Regions from separate parts of the Mus musculus genome. Here all the other regions are linked to region 1. Evidence: chromatin contacts called from public Hi-C and HiChIP or PLAC-seq data. All regions are on one chromosome and are shown on one strand. The core of a region is the stretch at or near the end of the contact, and the rest is flanking DNA. Distances in the headings are between cores, read along the strand shown.

Region 1 (3,514 bases), core at 351-2,850:
AGTGCTTACATGCACTGAGCAGCAGATGCTTAAAGGTGGTAAGCTACCTTACTTGGCTGCCATCTTTGGGTGTATCCTAACAGGACTGATCATTAAAACCAGATCAATAGCATACCTACATATTTGGCCTTACTCTTTCTCAATTTTTATCTAAGCACCTTGAAGGAGGAAAGGTGTTCATGTCTGATTGGAACTGCTCAGTGGTGGTGTTACAACACCTTGGCAAACTGTAAAGTCCACTTGGTGTGTCATAGTGAACCACAAGGAAGTACTTTTTTCTCCAGGGTTTAGTTAGAAGTCAGACTCTTGCTAACTAATGATGCTTGAAAACATATCAAACTATAAATAATTTGGTCCGGTAGATTATACAACAGAAGTTGGCATGAGATAAGGGGGACAAAAGGTCTGTGCTGGCCATCATTAAATATATATGGATATTTCTTAAGCATGGAAGCAGTATAGGAAAATATAAATTATAGCATATCTCCATATGTGCATGTAACAAGGGTATCTACAGTGAAAGCACAGAGATTCTCTATTGAAACACCTTTTTTAAAAAAAAGATTTATTTATTTATTATATATAAGTACACTGTAGCTGTCTTCAGACACCCCAGAAGAGGGTATTAGATCTCATTACAGATGGTTGTAAACCACCATGTGGTTGCTGGGATTTGAACTCAGGACCTTCGGAAGAACAGTCAGTGCTCTTAACCACTGAGCCATCTTTCCAGCCCCTGAAACACCTTTTAATAAAATTTTTACCAAGTCCTTTTGCTACATCTAGGTGGAGGCAGTGTTGGCTTATATTGGTGTACCTGTGTATGATGAGTTTGTTTGGTGGTATGTCATAAATGTGGGCCAACATCCATAAATGCTTCAGTGCTTCGCAGAATGCCTAGCGTTCTGTCGGGTCTCAGTGCCTGTTTGTTGAAGGAGTGTTCTGAGGACATTTGAGGCAGTCTCTGTAGATTTTTAGGATTAGCCAGGTCCCATAGCTTTTTTATTGAGCTGACCACAAATTAGAAATTAGAATACTGAATCTTCTTACTAAGCAGAATAAAAGCAAACTGTTCCGCTAATATATGCTAAGTGTGCTTAACTTTTAAAGGAAGACTGGAAAGCATTGGGTGTTTTTTATTTACCTAACTGGTCATCTGAAAGTCAATCAATTTATCTGAGACTCTGGGTTCAGTTACAAGAATGACTAATTTTATACTAGATTCTCACATGATTCAAGAAGTGTGTGAATGACTCAGACCATTAATATCTTTCACTCCTGTGATCTCCCCTCCCAGTGCGATGTTGCCTGTAAGGCAGTAATGATAATTGCAGGAGGAGGAGATCTTGACTTTGCCCAGTGGCAATAAAATGACACACTTTTGAGTAATTACATATGCATACAGTATTTTACAGAAGAAATGAGCTATATTATCATCTCATAACTATATTAATATTGTATTTGTATGTTGTGAAAGTAGTGCGCAGTTTCAGTAGAGGTTGAGTTCCACCTTTTGCTTCTACTCGTACCCTCCCCTACTCCCTCCCCAAAAAGCAAACAAACTGGCTTTTGTTCAGTGGAAAGACTTGCCAGCAGAATAAGTAAGTGAGCTCATTGTATGTCCCTTGCTGACAGAGGAAACACTGCAGTCACAAGCGTCCAGGTTTGAGTGTTAGTTAAAATGTAGCTAAGTGACCAGAGAGATGGCTCAGAAGGTAAAGGTACTTGCTACCAAGCCTGATGACCTGAGTTCAGTCTCCCAGACCCTCACAGTGGAAGGGAGAAAACAATACCCAAAGTTGTCCTTTGGCCACTTTACATGGTCAGTGTAGCATGTACATGCCCACATGCATACAAATCAATAATAAAATAAAATGCAGCTAATTACTCACAATTGAGGTTTGAGCCTAAACTGAGCAGCTCATTGAAGACTGTTTGGTGATTTGTGTGTTTTCTGCATTACTGCCTCATCTTTTTGAAATGAATCATTGAATAAGGTCTGGGTATTTGGCATGAGCTTCTGTGCTTTGCGCTACTCTTGCCAGAGTCCCAGATGACTCACACTGAGTCGGATAGGCACTTCTCAGTCTGTGTTTAGCTCAACCTCTCTGAGACATTTGACACATCTAAAACATTTCTTCCCAAAATTTTGGGGTACTTGCTTTTGTTGCCTTGTTAACTCTTATGGGTTTTTAACTCTTCTAGCTGCCTGTTAAATGTAATATTCTCCAAAGTTCTATCCTAGTCGTCTTTGTGCTTCCACTTATTCAGTCTCCTTGGTGATCTCATTCATTTCCATGGTTTCCATTAAAATCTATTCGTGGAGGCCTCCATGTGGGTGTCTCCAGTCTTAACAGTGTAGACCTGCGAATCCAGCCTCCTTGCAGATCCGCCTCTATAATGATAATCACAATAATAATCATGACAACAATAGCAGCTTCTTATTATAGAACACTGTGTCAGGTGGCTAAGGGCTTTATTGCTTTGTTCCATTTATTTTGAGCAACTATGAAAAATTAATACTGTTATTTTCTACCACTATGAGTGGAAATTGGTGTTGGATGTATAAAGTGCCTTTTCTAAGATCATAGCAGAGTTTTATATTCCAAGATCAAATTTTTAATCTTAACACCTTAGATTAGCCTGTCCAGGTGGATTCTATATTGTCTTCTTGTACACACATACCTTCTATTGCCCTCTGCTGTACATGAAAGGACACTTGAGAGCTGGAAATGGAATTCGATGGTCCATCTCTTCCCTAGCCTGAGACAGATCCTGGGTTTATCCCAAGCACTAGACATTCAAATTCTGCAGGCACAGAAGCACTGTGTTTACTTATTGTTGCTTGGTTTTTTGTTTTTGTTTTTTCAGACAGGATCTTAGTCAACATACCTTGGCTTTAAACTGTGTGGCCAAGGGATGCCCATGAACTCCTTGATCTTCCTGCTTTCACTTTCTCATACTGAGATTTCAGGGCCAACATGAGCATGCAACCATGCCCAGTTTCAAAATTCACACACACACACACACACACACACACACACACACACACACAGGGGGGGGGTGAGGGAGGGAGGTTAGTTATTTTACAAAGCAGAAAATGTTCCTTGTAAATTGAATTTCTAATTTAAAGTCCATAGCCTGCATTCTTCTGTGCAGCAGCCATCTAGAGCAAATAGCAGCTCTTTTACATCAATTTGCACTGTCTTGGCTATTCCCTAAGATTCTGTACGGATCTTTGCTAATCCAGTTCTGAGCACTCCAGTATGTGGTAAAGACCACTGTTCACAGCTGGGCAGTAGTGGCACATGCCTTTAATCCTAGCACGCAGAAGGCAAAGGTGGGCATATCTGTGAGTTCAAAGCCAGCCTAGTTTACAAACAAGTTCCTGTGTTCCCAGCTCATATCTTCATGATTCTTGATTTTTTTTTCAAGTGCAATCCATTGCTTGCTCTTGGTATTTTCATTTATGTTTCCCTGTTGCTTCTTTCTCTATCTTCAGACATGCTAAAGC
Region 2 (3,514 bases), core at 435-2,934, 210 kb after region 1:
AAGAGGAGGCAGGGGTCGGAGAACCTCTGGAGGGCTCATGAGTGAGCTAGCCTGGAGTTAATAGCACAGTGGCAGAAACAGAAGAGAGGTCCTTTGTCAAAAGCAAGGGGTGTGTGTGTGTGGGGGGGTGGTGGTGGTGGTGGTGGTGGTGGTAGATGTGGTGGCGTATGCCCTAAATCCAGCACTGGGAAGCGGAGCTCAATCCCAACATTAGAGGGATGGAAGCAGTCACGTTGAGAGCAGTCTGGGCTACATAGCTAGTTCCAGCCCAGGAAGGTCTACATCGTGAGACCTGTCTCAGGCAAGAACACATAAAAAAAAAAAAAAAAAAAAAAAAAAAAAAAAAAAAGGTGAACCCAAGAAACAAAAACAAGGCGATGAAAAGAGAGAACCAACTTATTGCTTGCACTTAAACACACACACATGGGCACAAATAAATAATACAAAGCACTAGGAAGATGGCTCAGTGGGTTAGAGTGCTTGGTATACAAGCAGGGTTTGACTCCACAGCCCAAACAAACAAACAAACAAACAAACAAACAAACGAGCATAGTGTGCTTTCCCTAACCCCAGCACTGGGGGTGGAGACAAGCAGATCCTGGGCGCTCTATGGCAAGCCAGTATAGCCAAAATGGTAAGCTTTGCGTTTAGTAAGAGACCCTGTCTCAAGACAATAAGGCCAAGAGCATCTTCCTCTGCATGATTGTGCATGGATATATGTACTTGCTTGCTTACATGCATGAACACCCTTTGAACACATGAAAAAGAGAAATAAAATAAAGAGGAGGAGGTGGTGATGGAAGAGAAGGTGGAGGAGAAGGAGGAGAAAACAGGAGCATCAGAAGAAACAATCAATCCTTGCTTGCCTGTGTATTTGTAGCTGCTTATAGATTGTATCAGTTTGTCTCCTCAAGGAGCCAGATGGAGGAAATGTGGTGCTGAGACCCAAGACTGAAAAGAGGCTAGAGCAGAGGTTCTCAACCTGTGGGTCGTGACCCCCTGGGGGAGGGTCGATGACTCACAGGGGTTGTCTAAGACCATGGGAAAACACAGAGATTTACATTATGAATCATAACAGTAACACCGTTGCAGTTATGAAGCAGCAATAAAAATGATTTTATGGTATGGGTTCACAGCAACGCTAGGCTCTGCAGTAAAGGGTGGCAGCATTAGGAAGGCGGAGAACCACTCAGCTAGAGTCTCACATGGTGAGATGTCAGGTCAGGCTTTCAGGTTTGAGAACTCTGCCCTTTTCTGCTTGGTTCTAACTTGCTAGACCAGCAAGACTACATCTTTTCATCTTTTTTTTTTTTGAGCAGCTGATTTTGTTGATGTTTTTCATACTGAGTTCCAGGACACCAGAGGTATACAGTGAGATCCTGTCTAGAAGGAAAATAAAAAATAAAAAAATATAAAAATTTAAAAAAAGGTTTAGTTTACACTTTTCTGGTTTTCAGCCAGGGGATACCAAGACCTGAGGCCCAGAAGTCATAGCCGAGTACAAGCCGCTTCTGGGCTCTCTTGAGGGGGCTAGTTGGTGGGTTGCCATTGGGTTGACCTTGTAGAATGGATCTAGAGACAGATGAGGTGGCACCTCCTTTTGCTTTGTCAGTCAGAGCCTTTCTGCTCCAGTACTTTGGTCTGACCTTTGGATTGGATTGGTGACTACAGCAATGACTCCTCGTGTCCTTTTCTAGTCACGGAGCTCCTGCCCTGGCCCAGTCCTGGGCTTGGTGGCCAGCCCCCTGTGCACACTCATTCTTGCTTCATTAGCTTGCTGGCCAAGGTTGGTGTGACCCAAGAGCAGACTTGCCTTAGCACCAAGAGGAAGGAGTCTGGCCTGGGTATGAGGGCTCAGAGGTCTTTCTCATCGTGACTCTGGCTTGAGGGCTTGCTGTGTTTCTAGGAAGTGATGGCATCACAGAGCACACTCCCAGTTTTAGGACTGAAGAAGGGAGACATATAACTAGAGAAGCCAGCCAAAGCTCAATTTGTGTGTGTGTGTGTGTGTGTGTATGCATGCGTGCATTTTCTCCTCTTTCCTCCCTCCCTCTCTTCCCCCTCTCCCTCCCTCCCTCTCTCCCTCCCTCCCTTCCTCCCTTCCCTCCTTCTTCCTCCCCCTCCTTTCTCCTTTTCTCTCCCTCCTTTCTTCCTTCCTTTCCCCTTCTTCCTTCCCTCCCTCCTCCTCCCCTCTGCCTTCCTCTCTTTTTCCCCCTCTCTCCTCCTTTTTCTTCTTTTCCCTCTCCCTATCCTTCTTTCTCTCTCCCCTCATTCCCACCCCCTCTTTCTCTCATAGTCTGACAGTGTAGCTCAGACCACTGTATCTGTTAGCATTCCTTATATAGTTCTGTCTGGTCTTGAATTCTCAGCATCCTCCTGGCTCAAACCATCAGACCTCTCTGAGTGGCTGTGGCATGGGTGGGGTACTTGACACCCTGACACTGGAAATGAAGAATGTATTTGGTCTTTTGGGTTAGGGAAAGAGTGTGAGTTTCCTGGATCTGTCTCTAGCTACCCCAGGACTTGGAGAAGTCATGCAAAGTATCTGTGCCACAAGTTTGACTGCCTCTCTGGCAGGGCAATGCCTGGGAGGCTATAGGATGGATTTTTGCAGTCCAAGTCTCTGAATGGCAGGCTCAAAATCCAGACAATCCCAAGCAAGGCTAGAAGACAAGCAGACTTGGACTTGAACCCCAGATACATGCTTATTTGTTTTGTGGACTTTAACAGGTTGCAATACTTCTCTGGACCGCCTTTTCCTCACTATAATATGGGTGTGTGGTGATGAGGAAGGCCACTGTCACACTCCCTCTTTCTTTCTTTCTGAGCTCGAAGCTTTGCCAGATCTGAAGTGCTGGTGCTCTTCATTAGCTTGAAAGGATGGCTGTGGTGGGGAGCAGAGCCCATTGGTCGCCATGACCCACAGGTCAGCCATGTAGTATCTCAGGCTTGTCTAACCACATGTAGTCATTAGCACCTTCCTGGTCTCAGAACACACCCCGCCTCTGGCAGAAGATGGAGACTGGGGTCCCCAGCTCTCAGCTTGTGTCTGACTCACAAGCAGACCAGGAAAGTGGGGTTCAGACTCATCATAACCTCAGGTTCTACTGAGGCAGAGAGGCCTGGACTCACAGAGGCTCACAATGTGGGGTGTGCCACCACCCACCTCAAGTTTAGCCTCCTTATCCTTGAGATGGGTAATACGAATTCATAAAGTATTTTCCAAATGGTTAAAAACGTGTGGTTCAATCCGTGTTGCTTATCAGTAGCAGATCACTAAAGCCCAGTGTTCAGTCTACCAAAACTACCCAGTGATAATGTGTCCATGTCAAGTCCATGCTCGGGATGCTGAGGCAGGGGGATCTCTTGAGCTTTGAATCCAGGTGTTCCTGACTTTTTTCTTTTTTCTTTTCTTTTCTTTTTCTTTTTCTTTTTTTTTTCTTTTTTTTTTTTTTTTTCTTTTTTTGGCAGGGTCTCTAGCCCAGGTTGAACTCAAAATCCCAAATAACAAAAT
Region 3 (3,514 bases), core at 612-3,111, 150 kb after region 1:
GATACTGCAGATAGATAAAGTACCTTCCGAGTTGATTGAAGCTTTTGATTTTCTAATTGTCAATGCCAAGAACACCATAAATGCATAGTACCAAAAGGGCAGAACGATCTTTACAGCCATGTTAGAAACTGTTGGGAATTTTATCCTAACCCCAAGCTAAAATTCATTTTACAATTTTTTCTTATGAAACCTAAAGTCAGTAACTCACTGACTTTTCTAAAATCAAACATTCTATTATATTACAAGACAAAGATACAATGATTTGCTACAACCTATGGGATGATAGGAGGAAAATACTGTCTTTTCTCCCATCATGTTTCCACGAGAGCAGGAAACACGTGCACAGGCATTTGTAACGCCCAGTTGTCTCAGGTCTGAGTGGAGGCGTTTCCCTGGCACTGTGCGGTGTGACAGCAGTCCCAGGGCAGGCACACACAGTGTGTGTGGAGAGGGAAGGCTGCAGTGAAGTCTGGGGTGCACCGTGGGCGCGTGTGGGCAGTAGAGAGACTTTGCTGCTCTCCAGAGGACCCAAGGTCAGTTCTCAGCACCCATCTTAAATGCCAGTCCTAGGGGATCCAGCACCCTCTTCTGGCTGCCATCCCACCGTGTAGATAACACAACAGGCATAAGTGCAGGCAAGAAAAAACTCAGACAAATAAAAAAAATAACAAAATAGTTTTTAACTGGGTATTTTAGTTAATTTGTTTTTGAGACAGTCTCCCTGTGTGACCCTGGCTATCTAGAACTCACTGTGTAGTCCAGGCTGGCCTTAAATTCACAGAGATTCACCTGCCCCTGCTTGGAGTAAAGGCGTGCCCCTCCACACTCATCAGAAACTGACTCCTAGAGCCTCCCTCCCACTCCTCTATCCCCCACCCCACCCCCATCAGACCAGCTTTCCCGTAGAGGGCAGTAGGTCTGGTGTTGGCTAGTTACTGTTTGTGGCAGGAAAGTAAAATGACACCGTAGATGGTAGAACAGTAAATAGGCAGAGACCCACCACAGAGGCAGTGAATGTCCGTTTCATCACTTTCCTGCTCTGTAAACTGATGGTGATAGTTTTCTCACTGGTACATCTGAAACTTGAATAAGATATGTTCTAAAGGAGCAGGCACACATGCAGTAAGACTCAGTAACCATGAGTCCTGCATCCTTGTCAAGCTTTCGACAGCATCGTCACCAGCATCTACCAGCTCTGCCCATAGGCACAGAAGACCTTGTAGAGAAAGGGGATTAGGAGGAGCCAATCTGGAGCTGAGGAAGTTACTACCGAAGCAGTGCAGGGGGCAGGTGCTAAAGGCTGTGGCAGTGCCAGGGTGGTGCGCCCACAGTGCATTCTGTCACAGAGAGTGAGCAGGCACGTGGAAGTGAGGTGTGTATGCGCCCGACAGAATGTGGTAGCTGATTGAAAATGGGGGAGGAGCTAGAGGGGAATATGACTGCTAATTCTTTTGAGTGTCTAGAAGCAGTTGCTAGCTGCTTGGTCAGGGAGAGGTGGAAGAGAGGAGAGTGGCCAGCAGGGGTTCTGAGAGTCTGAGATCATAGCCATAGAGCCCCTTGAAAACAGCCAAGGTGCAGGCTGTGCCCTTAGAAGGTGACTGAGCCAGCCATGAGAATTGTGTGGCTATGAGGATAGAGCTGGGCAGCTGTCGCTGAGGCACAGTTCTGCAGAGGCCAGCAGGACAGAGCCTTGGCCTGGCATAAGCTCTCTTCACTCACCATAAAGCCTCGGCACCTGACTCAGAGCCCCTTGCTGTCAGCTCCAAGCAGCTTCTTGTTCAGCAGTTACTGCACTCAAGTACAAGACCTGTGGGAAGCAGCCTAAACCACACCCAAGACGAGAGGCGCTGCAGTCACAGAGCCAGTGTCAAACGCAAGGCCAACCTGGAAACCGATTAGAACTCACTCGGTTCTGCTCACAGCTTACTCTGTAGGTTTCTGATTCAGCATGAAGTGGTGTCATTTCCCATGAAGCACTGTTTAAAAAATGTGTGTGACACATCCTGTTAGAGAACGGTGTCTCTCTCCTGTTCCAATTATGTTAGGTTACTGGAGTCCCAGGCACACTGTGTTACTTACTGGGTACCATCTGAACTTCCCAGCATGCTTCAGACCCTGGCGGCCTGTCCACTGGACCCAAGTGGAGTGGGCTTGTGGGGCTTTTCACCCTAGTATACTGTTAGAGTCATTTCCTAAAACCGAGGGAGGTCGTAAGCTATTATCTCTCAAATAAAGCTGCCTGCTCGTTTTCATGTTAATGAACTGTGGCTGACTGTGACCCCCACCAATTGTTTTGGTTTTCTGAATCTTTAGGGAATTCTAAGCTCATCAGATGAAGTGAAGAGAAATGTGTGATGTCAAAGCAGAATCACTTACCAACAAATAACTGAGCCTCTCAGCCGGGTTCTTTATCTCTAAAGTAAAAATGACATCAACTCAAAATTCCAGTGACCCTAGAGCCTACAGGGGATTCCTTCCAGATCTGTACTGTCCCATTTCTTGGCTGTGAAGAAGACCGGGAGATAGCTCAGCTCAGTGAGGGTTCAGCTCATCCCCAGAATTCACATCAAAGTGCCAAGTGTGATAGCTCACTTGTATCCCGGCACTGGGAGAGGGAGGGAGATGAAAGGCAGGCAGGCCCCTGAGGTCAGTGAGGCCAGCCAGACTAGTGGCTGTTTAGCAAGAATTAGGCCAGTGAAAGAGTCTGTCAGAAATAAATAACTAGTACAGTGGACCCTGAGGAGAACGACAGGGATGACCTCTGACTCCCACAGCATATACACATGTGCACAGCTGCACACAGGCGGGCAGAAGCACAGGCCTGACAGGAAGTTTGCTGGTGTACAGTGTGAACTCACAGCTGTGGGGCCCTTATGGCAAACAGTCATCATGTGTACCTCACTGTTTTGTGACACATCACCCTGGACTTGGAGGCGATGGGACACAGTTACTCTCTGAGTGTAACTATGTCAGGAATCTACCCAGCTCTAATGCCAGAGGTATCTGTCTATACAGCTGCTTCCTAGAGCTTATGGGCCAAACCTTGATATTCTTAGGACCCAAATCTGCATCTCTCCATACTCAGCATTGTGTGATCCTGAGCTGAGGCTGAGGCCCCGAATCCCCGATGCCCCTGGGACCCTCTGCACCCTGAGACCTCTCCTTAGCATAGACTCGCAATAAGGAATGCTCTGCCCTGTGGCTGACCCAGGCACAGGACCAGCCTCTCCTTCCAGGTCTGTGAGTCTGAGCCCTTCCTGGGGATGAGTTGATGATGTTGAAGGTGTTGCCACACCTGACTTGCTCACCAGGATGTCCTGGGGATTATGGCCTAACGCTTGGGTAGTGTTGTTTCTCGGAGCAGGAATGCCCTGATTCAAGCCCGTGGCATCATGGCCTTTTCTTACCCTTTTTAGTTTAAAAACTTGTTCGTTTCTGTGGGGTGGGGTGGGGTGGGAAACAAGGCTGTGCCCTGGTTCCTGTCCTGCCTCTCCTCCAGGAAGTCTCTCAAAGG

What was found. Hi-C and Micro-C count contacts between places; a contact is called where the count stands out from the background. HiChIP or PLAC-seq counts read pairs in DNA pulled down with a chosen protein or histone mark.
Region 2: a contact with region 1 is called in a FOXA1 HiChIP or PLAC-seq map of pancreatic cancer cells. The contact joins two enhancer-like sites. A contact is called at or near these places in 5 of 39 promoter capture datasets (the C10 cell line, the HPC-7 cell line, cranial neural crest and 2 more), 5 of 115 datasets of contacts at active chromatin or transcription factors (embryonic forebrain, embryonic stem cells, intestinal villus epithelium and 1 more) and 2 of 9 other capture datasets (bone marrow-derived macrophages and embryonic stem cells).
Region 3: a contact with region 1 is called in a Hi-C map of muscle stem cells, with 2.1 times the contacts expected there. The contact joins two enhancer-like sites. A contact is called at or near these places in 1 of 484 Hi-C or Micro-C datasets (muscle stem cells) and 4 of 115 datasets of contacts at active chromatin or transcription factors (a beta-TC-6 cell line, embryonic fibroblasts, embryonic stem cells and 1 more).

Annotation. Positions count from the first base shown.
Region 1 is chr15:59,446,876-59,450,389 of GRCm38.p6, forward strand. All of the region lies in intron 3 of Nsmce2 (NSE2/MMS21 homolog, SMC5-SMC6 complex SUMO ligase), which reads left to right. Among named protein-coding and RNA genes, the nearest start is that of Nsmce2, 74 kb to the left of the region's middle. Within about 2 kb of position 1,601, at least 160 of the 459 cell types and tissues checked have an H3K27ac peak or open chromatin away from gene starts, as enhancers often do. A contact at or near this core is called in embryonic fibroblasts, intestinal villus epithelium, liver and 2 more, where this site is marked.
Region 2 is chr15:59,660,992-59,664,505 of GRCm38.p6, forward strand. No RefSeq gene overlaps it. Among named protein-coding and RNA genes, the nearest start is that of Trib1, 14 kb to the left of the region's middle. Within about 2 kb of position 1,685, at least 31 of the 459 cell types and tissues checked have an H3K27ac peak or open chromatin away from gene starts, as enhancers often do. A contact at or near this core is called in intestinal villus epithelium, liver and pancreatic cancer cells, where this site is marked.
Region 3 is chr15:59,594,935-59,598,448 of GRCm38.p6, forward strand. The region is part of intron 6 of Nsmce2 (NSE2/MMS21 homolog, SMC5-SMC6 complex SUMO ligase); the gene reads left to right. Among named protein-coding and RNA genes, the nearest start is that of Gm36677, 22 kb to the right of the region's middle. Within about 2 kb of position 1,862, at least 115 of the 459 cell types and tissues checked have an H3K27ac peak or open chromatin away from gene starts, as enhancers often do. A contact at or near this core is called in embryonic fibroblasts, muscle stem cells and pancreatic cancer cells, where this site is marked.